Regions from separate parts of the Mus musculus genome. Here all the other regions are linked to region 3. The links are chromatin contacts, called in public HiChIP or PLAC-seq and promoter capture Hi-C maps. All regions are on one chromosome and are shown on one strand. The core of a region is the stretch at or near the end of the contact, and the rest is flanking DNA. Distances in the headings are between cores, read along the strand shown.

What was found. HiChIP or PLAC-seq counts read pairs in DNA pulled down with a chosen protein or histone mark. Capture Hi-C pulls out chosen DNA fragments and counts their contacts.
Region 1: a promoter capture Hi-C map of pancreatic islet shows a contact between it and region 3. The contact joins the promoter of Ak7 here to the promoter of Bdkrb2 in region 3. A contact is called at or near these places in 2 of 39 promoter capture datasets (embryonic stem cells and maxillary cranial neural crest), 1 of 484 Hi-C or Micro-C datasets (nephron progenitors), 1 of 115 datasets of contacts at active chromatin or transcription factors (embryonic stem cells) and 2 of 9 other capture datasets (adipose tissue and pancreatic islet).
Region 2: an H3K4me3 HiChIP or PLAC-seq map of embryonic stem cells shows a contact between it and region 3, with 12 read pairs. The contact joins the promoter of Papola here to the promoter of Bdkrb2 in region 3. A contact is called at or near these places in 3 of 39 promoter capture datasets (cranial neural crest, frontonasal cranial neural crest and maxillary cranial neural crest), 2 of 115 datasets of contacts at active chromatin or transcription factors (embryonic stem cells and extraembryonic endoderm stem cells) and 1 of 9 other capture datasets (adipose tissue).

The regions. Positions count from the first base shown.
Region 1 is chr12:105,703,850-105,707,419 of GRCm38.p6, reverse strand. Ak7 (adenylate kinase 7) reads right to left here and starts at 1,438. Exons shown (of 18, transcript NM_030187.1): 1 at 1,154-1,438. The coding sequence starts at 1,255.
Region 2 is chr12:105,783,447-105,786,860 of GRCm38.p6, reverse strand. Papola (poly (A) polymerase alpha) reads right to left here and starts at 2,164. Exons shown (of 22, transcript NM_011112.4): 1 at 1,947-2,164. The coding sequence starts at 1,954.
Region 3 is chr12:105,561,665-105,565,163 of GRCm38.p6, reverse strand. Bdkrb2 (bradykinin receptor, beta 2) reads right to left here and starts at 1,992. Exons shown (of 3, transcript NM_009747.2): 1 at 1,916-1,992.

The DNA of each region.
Region 1 (3,570 bases), core at 189-2,688, 140 kb before region 3:
AGCTTCCATTCCCACCCCTTTCTGCCTATCCCAGTGCTACAGTTGTAGAGCCGTCCAGCAGGCCACCACCCCTTGATAATCCACGCCAGAATTTAATTATGCCACAACTGGTCATCTGGTGATTTGCTTTAATGAGTCACTAGGGGGTTTGTTTCCACACTCATTTTTAACCATCTTGGGAGGCAGGAAGCCTGAGTTCTAATCCCCTCTGCTACTTAATTAGCAGTGCAGCGAGGGTGAGGGTACCTCATTACCTTTGACTTCCCACAAGCTGGCAGATTCCTCAACCCAACGGATCCAGAGTCCTCAATGGCAGGGCCTCTGCAGGTGTGTGCTAAGATTTATTTTTATTTTATGTGCATGTGTGTGTGTTTGTGAGGGCGTGTGTGTGTGTGTGTGTGTGCCATGTGCATGCAGTGTGCCGCCAGAAGCCAAAAAAGAGGCATCAGATCATCTTGGACTGGAGTTACAGACAATCTGGACTGCCATATGAGTGCTGGGAATTGAACCTGGGTCTCCAGCCCCTAAAACATGACTGTCTTTGGATGAACAATTTAGAATGACAGCTCCTAGGTTCTCTCTTGGGATCATGTGTGTGTGTGTGTGTGTGTGTGTGTGTGTGTGAGTGTGTGTGTGTGTGTTTACGCTAGAGGTAGAATACTACTTGCTCACTTTCTCCATAGATGATGGGGGTCAGACCTCAGGTCCTCACACTTGTGTCTCAAGTAAGGTCTCCTGCTAAGTCATCTCCATAACTTTCCTGGAAGTAAGGAAGCTTAATGGGACCTGGTCAGAAATTGTGCCTAGCACAAAACAGATGCTTAAAAACGCTAGATGGATGTTTCCTGGATGACATAATGGCGGGACTTACGCGTTGTGTGCTCCAGGTCCCGCCCATAATACCTATGATTTGTGCAAGCCCTTTCCTCTCTTGAGCCTCATTTTCACCATAGCCAAAACACCTGCGTTATTAGGAAGGAACATGGGTCAAGCCTGCTTAGGGACAGGTCCTGGAGGCACTGATGTGCTAGGATTGGAATCTTCTTCCCCCGGGGAGGCTCCTAACAGCCAGTGATGCAGGCCTTTGCTGTGGAGATAGATCAGGGACACACACTGAGGGTTGAGGGCCAGTTTGGCTCGGGTCACCGCTCACCTTTCCTATGTTTCCGCTGCTATAGGTGTCCAGATGGTTTATGAATACCCTCTGTATCTTCAGAACTTTTTCGGTGGTCGCAGGAACTTCCTCTTCAGCCATGGTGGAAGCTGTAGTAGTTGCTAAGGTGAAAGAGTCCTGTCGGTTGCTAAGGAGGAGAGGCTGGGCTTTGGAAGGCTGAAAGGGTCAGGCTCCCTGAGGCGAGGCTCGGACTCTCGGAGGGGTGTGGCTTGCTTTTGGGCGGGGCGTGTCCTGTGGTGAGGGCTCTGGATAGGGTGCAGCTCTGGGGGAGGGTCCGTTGGGGGCGTGGCACGGGTCTGGCCGGGGCGTGTCCTAAAGGGCGGGGCTGATCTCCCTGGAGAACTGTCTAACTGCCTTCGGCACATCTCCTGTAGGACGCTCTGCTTGGGTAAACAATTTCTCTACTGTAAAGAAAAGCAGATGTCACGAGTTTTGGGGTCAAGGACCACAGCGTGAGAGCCCACCACCACAGCCTGTACTGCCCAGTAGCTGCTTGGTGCACAGGGTTCTACTGGCTTAGGGGTTTGACTAGTTTGCTTTCTATTGCTGTGAGAGTACCAGACCAAAACTAACAGGTTGTAGACCCATCATCCAGGGAAGCCAGGGCAGAAGGCATGAACCTGGCTGGAGGCAGGAACGGAAGCAAAGACCTTGGAGGAACGTGGCTTACGGGCTTGCTCGGTCTGCTTTCTTAAGAGAACTCAGGATCAAGGGCAGGATGCTCACGGTGATCTGGGTCTTCTATCAATGAAGAAAATGCCCCATACACATGCCTGTAAGCCATTCTTATGGAGGCATCTTCTCAATTGAGATTTTTCTTCCCAGATTGTCTTTCCTAAGCATTTTCAGATGCCCCCTCCCCCCTTACCACCCTGCCTGGGGATTTGGTGGAGGTGCCTGGAGGGACTTTGTGACCAGGAATTCACACACAATCATGAAGTTTACACTCAGACCGTTTAAGCTCTGGGTCTTCTTTACAAATGAGAATACTCGTGCAGTTGCTGAAATAAACCACCTCTTGCTCGGAGGGTGAAGGAGGTGCCATCAAGCCTTACAACGTGAGTTCCATCCCTCTGTCCCAAAGAGACCGGGCTCCAGCAAGCTGTCCTCTACACATGTGCCCTGGCACACACACCCCTCTTCCACAAATACATTAATGCAATAAACAATGTGTATTTTGTTTTCATCAAAAGTTGTGGTGTGTTATGAAACAACCGGCTTGTTTTGTTGGAAGGGTCCGACTGCACTGAAATAGTTTTAAACACTAACTTGTTAAATCTAAATACATGAACGTATTTTATGCAAATATGCATGCATATATAGAAATTAAATATTTATTTTTATGTGTACGTGTGTTTGCCTGCATGAATGTCTCTGTGTCACATGTTTTCCTGGTGGCATCCAAGACCAAAAGAGACGTTGGATCCCTGGAACTGGAATAACAGAGAGCTATGAGGCACCACTCTCAGGTCTTCTGCAAGAGCAGCCAGTGCTCTTGACTGCTGAGCCATTGTGTGCCTATTGGTTATATTGATTATATTGATTATATTATAGCAACTGCTGTATCATTCCATTAGTTCTTTCCTGTGCATGCATGTTACTACCAACTGTGTGTGGTGCCTTTTATTAAGTACTGCAAAGTCCTAGAAGACCATTCTGCCCCAGTGGCTACTCAAGTTTTTTCATCAGTGCAAGCCTCAGCAATGCTATACCTAATATACCAGGGTGGTGGCAGGGGGAGCTTAGAGGGAGAGTTCCGAAGTCAATGTGGCCCATTCCCAAACTAGTTTCCTCCTCTATTCCTAATATGAACCAAGCAGCAGGTTTTGCCCCTGAACACTGGAGGGAGCACAGGGCATCCTGCATAGAAAGCACTGAGGGTAGTCACAGAGCCAGCAGCTGACTTGCTATGTGGGAAGCGCTTGGGCTCAGCAGAGCAGGAGGGAAGGTGGGCATGTCATTATGGGAGATAAAGCCTCTGCTCTCTTCATGGACACACTCAGAGCAGACAGACTAGCACAAACTTTTCAGCTCACATCCATTTCTTGTCTCTTTTTTTCTGTGTGCTGGGTGTCAATGCAGGGATGTTGCACATCTAAGTATGAGCTCTCCTGAGCTACAACTCCAGGCCTGGATTCTCCCCTTGCATTGCAACGAATACAGAGTTATCTTTGAGGGAACTCACGGAGCTCCAGAAGCTCTGTCGAGGGTGTAGCTAGTTAACAGCACACACTCCAGTTCAAGTGCCCGCCATTAAATTCTGGCTATGTTAAGAGAACTACAAATTAGCTGAAGAAATGGCATTGTTAAATTCTTTTTAGCTGGTCCACTGGGGGTGTACACCTTTAATCCCAGCGCTCGAGAGGCAGAGGTTGGGGGATCTCCCAGTTTGAGAC
Region 2 (3,414 bases), core at 915-3,414, 220 kb before region 3:
GTTTGCCACTGTGAGAAGTTCCTGGGGTAAAGCCGTTGGCAACCACTAAGCAGGTCAGAGGTACTGTTACACACCCAACAAGACGTGGGAAGGGCCCTCCAGAAATTACCAGGGTTACAGCACTGAGGTGAGAAACTCTGTTAATGGAGAATGCAGAAATTTCAAGTATTTTAAAAAGCTTTAGCTTCCTCCATAACTTTTCTAAGTTTCACCACTATGGCAATCAAAAGGTACCAGCATTTTCCAAATTATGTATGTAATTATACACAAACCATATACCTTTGAGAATGTTTTGTAACGACTCAGTCCATTCTGACCATTCACCTGAACTGTCTATGCTTCAATCCCAACTTACATTGTCTAAATTTAACAGGCACACCAAAACCCACACTGGATACCAAACACAAACTATCCAGGAAATCTCAATTCAAAAGATCAAAAGTAAAAATCATGGCAAGTGATGCTGGCACACAGAAGAACAAGGCGTCCCATGGAGAGGTGAGCTCAGGGACAGAGCCCTCAAGAAACAAAGTAATGAGGAGGAAGGCAGGCCTGTCCTCCTCAGCCAGGCAGTCTTGGGTTTCCCTGGATTAAAAGTCCCAGTACACTCTGGATGGAGATAGAACAGCTTGTAAGAAACTGGCTATAGAGTTCAAATCCCATGAAACACACAAAAAAAAGGGGTCATGTGCATGTCCATCTGTCTTGGCTCCATTTTTTTAAACCTAAAGGAAATAGACTGAAGAACTTCAAGCATAGACCTGGACATGTGCGGTGCTCATGCAGCCTCCTTGTACCGTTCCACTTTCAGAAGTGCACTGAAATAAAAACTGCAGGAAACCTGTACTCTCCCTCCTACCTTCACTCCCAGACACAAGATAACATTTCTAATCCGAAGCCTTCCCTTTAGAGTGTGCAACCATATCTTTTTTTAAGCACTGATGTATCAGAAAAAAGTCTGGATGAGCTAATACAAGGTCATCATGTGACAACACCTCACTCACTCACATCTACTTGAACCCCACTGAAAAACACCAAACATCTTTATAGATTCTATTCTCGTGCTCCTTTACCCTTGTTCCATGAATAAGGAGTCAAAGGGAACTTTGTGGTTAATTAAGCCCAACAAATGTTATCACTACAGAAATACAGCTGACAGGTCTCTGGACTAAACATCAGGGTCGAGTAAAGCTAGCAAGCTAGTGTGTGAGAAAGAAAAGCGCATGAAATCCATTTTTAAATTAGTAAGTACAACCCTAGATCTGTCACATTGAGGCTACGTCCAAAACTGCCTCTCTTGTTTGGAAGAAAAGCAGTCGCACGACCTAAAGCCTTTTCGCCAAGATAGGTTAGTTGGAACATAAAACCCTCATCTACTTTCGAATCCCAACAACCGGTTTCCAAATATCTTTCTTAGGAGAAAAGGGGGGAGGGGGGAAATTAAGTAAAGAAAAATCACGGTCAAGTGTGTAAAGTAGACCTAGCGACATTAGAAGGCCTAAGTGAATTAGCTCAAAGCGTACACTCGCAATCACAACACAAGTGACCCAAGGGCGGGAGCGATCAGGTAGCGCGCCGAAGCCAGGTTGCCTAGTCACAACAAAGCAGGGACGGCGCCGCCCCGCAGCCCGCCGTTCCGGAAGCTGCCCCCGGGCCGCCAGCGCGGCCTGCTCCCTCCCGGCCCCGGTTCCTCACCCGCTCCGAGGGAAGCGGAAGTGGGGAACTAGGGGGCTGGACGGCGCCATGGTGAAACCGGGACAGGAAGGAACCCGGGAGCCGCGGCCCGCCAGTCCGCGCCGGGCGCCGTTCCGCTTGGGGATCCTGCGGGGGCCCCGCGCCCGAGGGGCCGGAAGCCGCGGCCCGGGGCGCCCGTGCGCCTCCCCTCCCCCTCCGCCACCCCCGGGGCCCGGCCGGCGTGCGCCTCACTCAGCACGCCAATCACTTACAACGGCATCGTCTCCGGCGCCGGCACCGCCCAGTCACTTCCCCCCCGCGACCGCTGCCGTCCTGGGCATGATCCACCGAGGCGGGAAGGACGGCAGCCTACCTCAGCCCCGGGGCCAACCCAGTCCTGCACCCGTGCCCCGCCGCTTTAAGCGCTTCTCCTCCTTCCCCTTCGTCCTAACATGGCGCCCGAGCGCTACCACAGCAACGTTCTAGAACCGCTGACGCCGCCACGCACACCGAGCGCGCGCCTGCGCGCGCGCTGCGCGACGCCGCAAGACCTGACGGGAAATGTAGTTCTCGGCGTGAAGCGGCGCTTCTCCCCCTCCCCCCCCCCCCCCCCCCCCCCGGTGATCTCACGCTTTCGTGGTAGAGCGTGGGATGGGTGCGGGAGGCTCCGAGCGAGAGGCTGTAGTTCATTCGCTTGGCGACGCCGTCCTGGCGAATGAGAGTGACGCAGCCGTGGCAGCGATGAGAAGGGGGCGCGGCCCAAGCGGGCGCCACGTGCGGGGCAGCCCAAGCGCGGGGGATGCCTGGAACCGAGAGCTGTTCGGTGCCAGTTGCACCTCCGCTGCGTGGGAGAACTGCTTTTTAAACATCGATGTGAGTGAGGACTTAAATGTGTTAGAGCCCAGTACAGAGCCTGTCCCAGAAGTGTGGCCGTGGATCCCCTCCCCTGACGATGACCCTCTGCATCTGTGTTGCCCAGACCTGTGCTTCTCATGCCAAATGTGCAGGGCAGGGGATTCCGGACCAAGGCAATAATTTAATAAAATTGACAGTAACCTTTGGGGTTTTGGCGGGTTTTTTGTTGTTGTTGTTGTTGTTGTTCTTGTTTGTTTTATAAGACAGGCTCCCATGAAGCTACTAGCCCTTAGTTTCTGATCCTCCTGCCTCCACCTCCTGAGTGTTGACATTACAGGTGTGAAACACCACTACCAATTTTATGTGATAGATTGGAATATACTTCTGGGTGTGACTATGACCTTGTCTCTGTGCTGAAGAGTTAATGCAGTTGGGCAGGTGAAGTTCGGGTTACTGGACCATACTCAGAAAAAGGAGCCATTCCTAGTATGCTGGGTTCATCTTAAGATAATGTATTTTTCCTTCCTAAAATTTCCAGCCCCTGGCACACTTCTTACGGGGTTTGGCTGGGTACACTCACCATTCTGTTCTGAGTAATCATTAGAAAGGCCCAACTATTCCTTTTCCTTCTCATAGCTTCTTGAAAGAAGCTTTTGGCCGGGCGTGGTGGCGCACGCCTTTAATCCCAGCACTCGGGAGGCAGAGGCAGGCGGATTTCTGAGTTCGAGGCCAGCCTGGTCTACAAAGTGAGTGCCAGGACAGCCAGGGCTACACAGAGAAACCCTGTCTCGAAAAACCAAAAAAAAAAAAAAAAAAAAAAAGAAAGAAGCTTTTGGAGGTCCCCTGCACTTAGGGCTTCCTTTCACTCCTAAAGCTCCCTCCCCA
Region 3 (3,499 bases), core at 743-3,242:
GGCCTTTGACTTCTTAAAGCAAAACACAGACCCACCTGATCCACGAGCTTTCCCTGAGAACAGCTCTAGGTTCACAGAAAACGAAAGGGGAAAGTTCAAAGGGTTCTCATCTAACCCACCCCATCCCTCCTGACCCTATGTGTATCATCATAGACTTTATGCGCTTTCTCCAGCATGTCACGGGGTGCTCACAATGTCAGCTTCCCAAACCAGCTGCTTTAACTTGACATCAGGCCGTGTGTTCTCAGTGCTCTCAGTGTGAGCACTGCAGCTGTCCATTCAGCAAACCTTTATTCATGTATTCAGCAAATAGCGGCTATGGGGCCCAGTTCTAAAGCAGTCAACTGTCCATCCCATGATTGAGATATAGAGGTGCGGGTCCCACCTTCATTCTGGAAGCCGAGCCCCCTTGGCAATCTATATGACTCTCCCTCGACCCATGTGGTCCCTTACAGGCCACACCTGAGCAGCAGAGAAGGGTAGCCCTAATGTCACTCTAAGACACCCTGAAATTCTTGTCCAGCCAGTCACTGTGTTAGCAGAAGTCAGACGGTCCAGTTATTCTGGGTTTGATCCCGTTTGCTTGGAGCAGCATCCTTACACAGGCTCAGTCAATCCATCTTTTCATTTTTTTAAAGGTGACACAGCCCGCCTCCCATGAAGTTATGGGAGTCCCTTGGCAATGTAAGAAGGACTTGGTGAAGTTGTGACCTTCTCCAGACTCAGTTTCCCCATCTGTGCTGGGGGCCTTGCAGGGTGTGATTACAGGGGATTTTTCTTTCCCCCCTAACACATCAAGCGGCAGTGCGCAAGTTCAGGATAGAGCTGTCATGGACTCCTAGGGTCCACTGCCAGGCAAGCACAGGAGTTTTTCCACTTTTAATATTTTCTCCAGCCCCCCTTTCCTGCCTGCCCCTGCCCCGATCCAAGCGGAGGAAAACAGCAAACTCCGCTCCCGAGTCTCACAACTGTGGGGGTGTTCCCAACACCCACACTGCTGTTAGGGCACAGCGGGGGACCAGATTCTCTACAAGCCCTTCTCTGACACAGAAGGGCCAGGAGTTGTGTCTGGCATGGCACCACACCCACACTCGGCAGAGCTCCTGCTTCCTGTGGAGGGCTGGAGAGAGCCACAGGCAGCCTGTGACTCAGGAAGGCGCATTCTAACCTGCCTAACCCGCGAGCATCACTGCTGCACCCAACACAGAGGCCACGGAGCTACCAACCAGCAACCTGGGTAACGCAAATTGCACACGTGGCGCGCCGCGCCGCCGTGGGGAGATCGCATTTCTGTCTGCATTAAAAGGAGCCGCCGAGTCTTCTTTGTGGCCCTGGTCCCGAGATATAAAATCTTCGCCAACTATGTTACCCATGGGGTAAAAGCGGAGCTGCGATTTGAACCCAAGACAACACACCAAGCTCACCCATAAGCACTACCTTGATGGAAGAACAGGGCAGGGGACACTAAGTATTTGTGGATTAAAGCTGCCACCACTGGCCCAGATGAGGCGCAACAGACAAAGTCTCCTTTCTGTATTAATCTCCGCCAAACACTTTGCAGACAGAGAAAACAAGGCCTAGAGACGTGACAGCGACTCTCCGGGGGTCACAAAATACCATCAGTGGCTCAGTGAATAAAAAGCCGGACTCTGGACACCTGTCCTGCTGCCTGGCGCTCACTCCTTTAGCCCATGGTGTCTACATGAAACCTATAAAACTCAAACCACTGGTCGCTCACAGGGAAAAGATGAGCTGGAACAGGCAAGGCAAACCCCCTGCCTGTAAGCATCTGTAATCCTTCCTCGCTTCATTTCTCAGACCTAGGGGAGGAAGGAATCTTCCTCCAGTTCCCCGAGACTCAATTTCAGCTGGGATAGTTGCGCTCTCCATTAACGAGCCCATGCCGGAAACTCACCTTTTCTCAAGCGAGCCGGTTCTGTGTTGTAGGGAGTCCCTCGGTCCAGGTTCAGCGGCTGCCTGACACGCCTTCCCAACAGCCCTACTATCCACTCCCCTGAGGAGCGAAGCTGGAGTGGCACGGGGAACAGCTCATCTTTCAAGGGCTGGCCGGTGATGTCATCACTCTCCTGGGCACCTCCCCCCTCCACCTCTAGTCCAGATCAGCTCCAGGCTCCCTCCGGGATCAGCAGCAGTTCTTAGCGGTGGTGCTTTTGGACCTCCTAGCTGCGGAGGCCAAATCAGGATGGCCACAGGTTGTCCCCCGTGGGTGCAGACCATGGTCGGGTCCCGGAGCCTAGGCTGGTAAATGTTTCCCCTGCAGCTCGAACAGCCACGGAGACCACGTGAATGCCTGTGTTTAACACAACACTGTTTACCGTGACAGGGTCTCCTGAAGTGATTGTTTTGCTCCTGAGTTTTAGGTGCAAACAGTGGGCATTTACAGAGGATGTAAATAGAAGGCAGCCAGTTGGGATGGAGGGTTTCTGAACGTGTTTTTTATTTTGCTTTGGCCGTGCACAACTCCCAGGGGTGCTGAGGCAGAAACTAGGATACAACTCAGACAAGGGACACACTGCTGGCCAAGTCCTTGAGTGAGCTGTGTGCTGGCCCCTGCCAGATACGGGACTTCCTCTGGGGAATTTAGAAGCAGTTTCTTCCTCTCCTTCTAAGCTCTGTCTTTTTTCATTTTCTTTGAAGATCTGCTAAAGACCCATTGCGCTTTCCTCTCCAGATGAGAGGAGGATGCAGGGAAGATCAGAGACCAGTCCAGAGAGAGCCTAGGGTTCCAGGAATGCACACAGACAGAGCTCCAGCAGCTGTCCCCCTGTCCCTGACCAAATAGGGATGGGGCAGCGGCAGAGGTCGTGAATCCAACCCTGTCTTGGCTTCAGACTGACTGAAATGAGTCAAAGCTCTTGTGACCTGAGTGTCCCATTGCCCCATCTGCACCTCTGGCCTGTCTGACCACAGGGAGCTTCCGAGGCATGGGACCTCTGGTCCACTTGGGTGAGTGAGCCTGTGATCTGGCTAAGATGATGCTGTGTGCCTACCCACTCGTGCAGGGGAAACCACCACAGCCCTGAAGGGTCACAAGGGAAGGGTCCTTCATGAGCTTTGCAGAGCAGACAGAAGCTGAGTGGTGATTCACAGAAACCAAGGCTGCAGGGTCTAGAGTCAGAGGTCTGCTTAGCTCTCCATATTGGGAAGCAGACTCAAAACCAAGAACAATGCCCCCCCTCCCCCAAAGCCCCACTATCTTGCCCTCATTCTGTAGAGTGCTGGTTGGTCTGGAGTGACAGACTCCGTTCACGTTCCAAACTCTTTTCTTGCTGGGTTTTCTGATGGGAAGCACTTGACCTTTTCACCTCGAAGCCAGATCCTCAGCAGCTCGGAAGAGTCCTATACCACGAGAACATCAGAGTTGATAATTCCCAGGTTAGCTAGCCCCATCTGTCACCCCGACAGAAGCTGCCCCTACTGGTCTGACTTGCTGTCGTGAACGCTAGTGTGGCACTGGAAGAAGTCTTCTCTTGTAAGT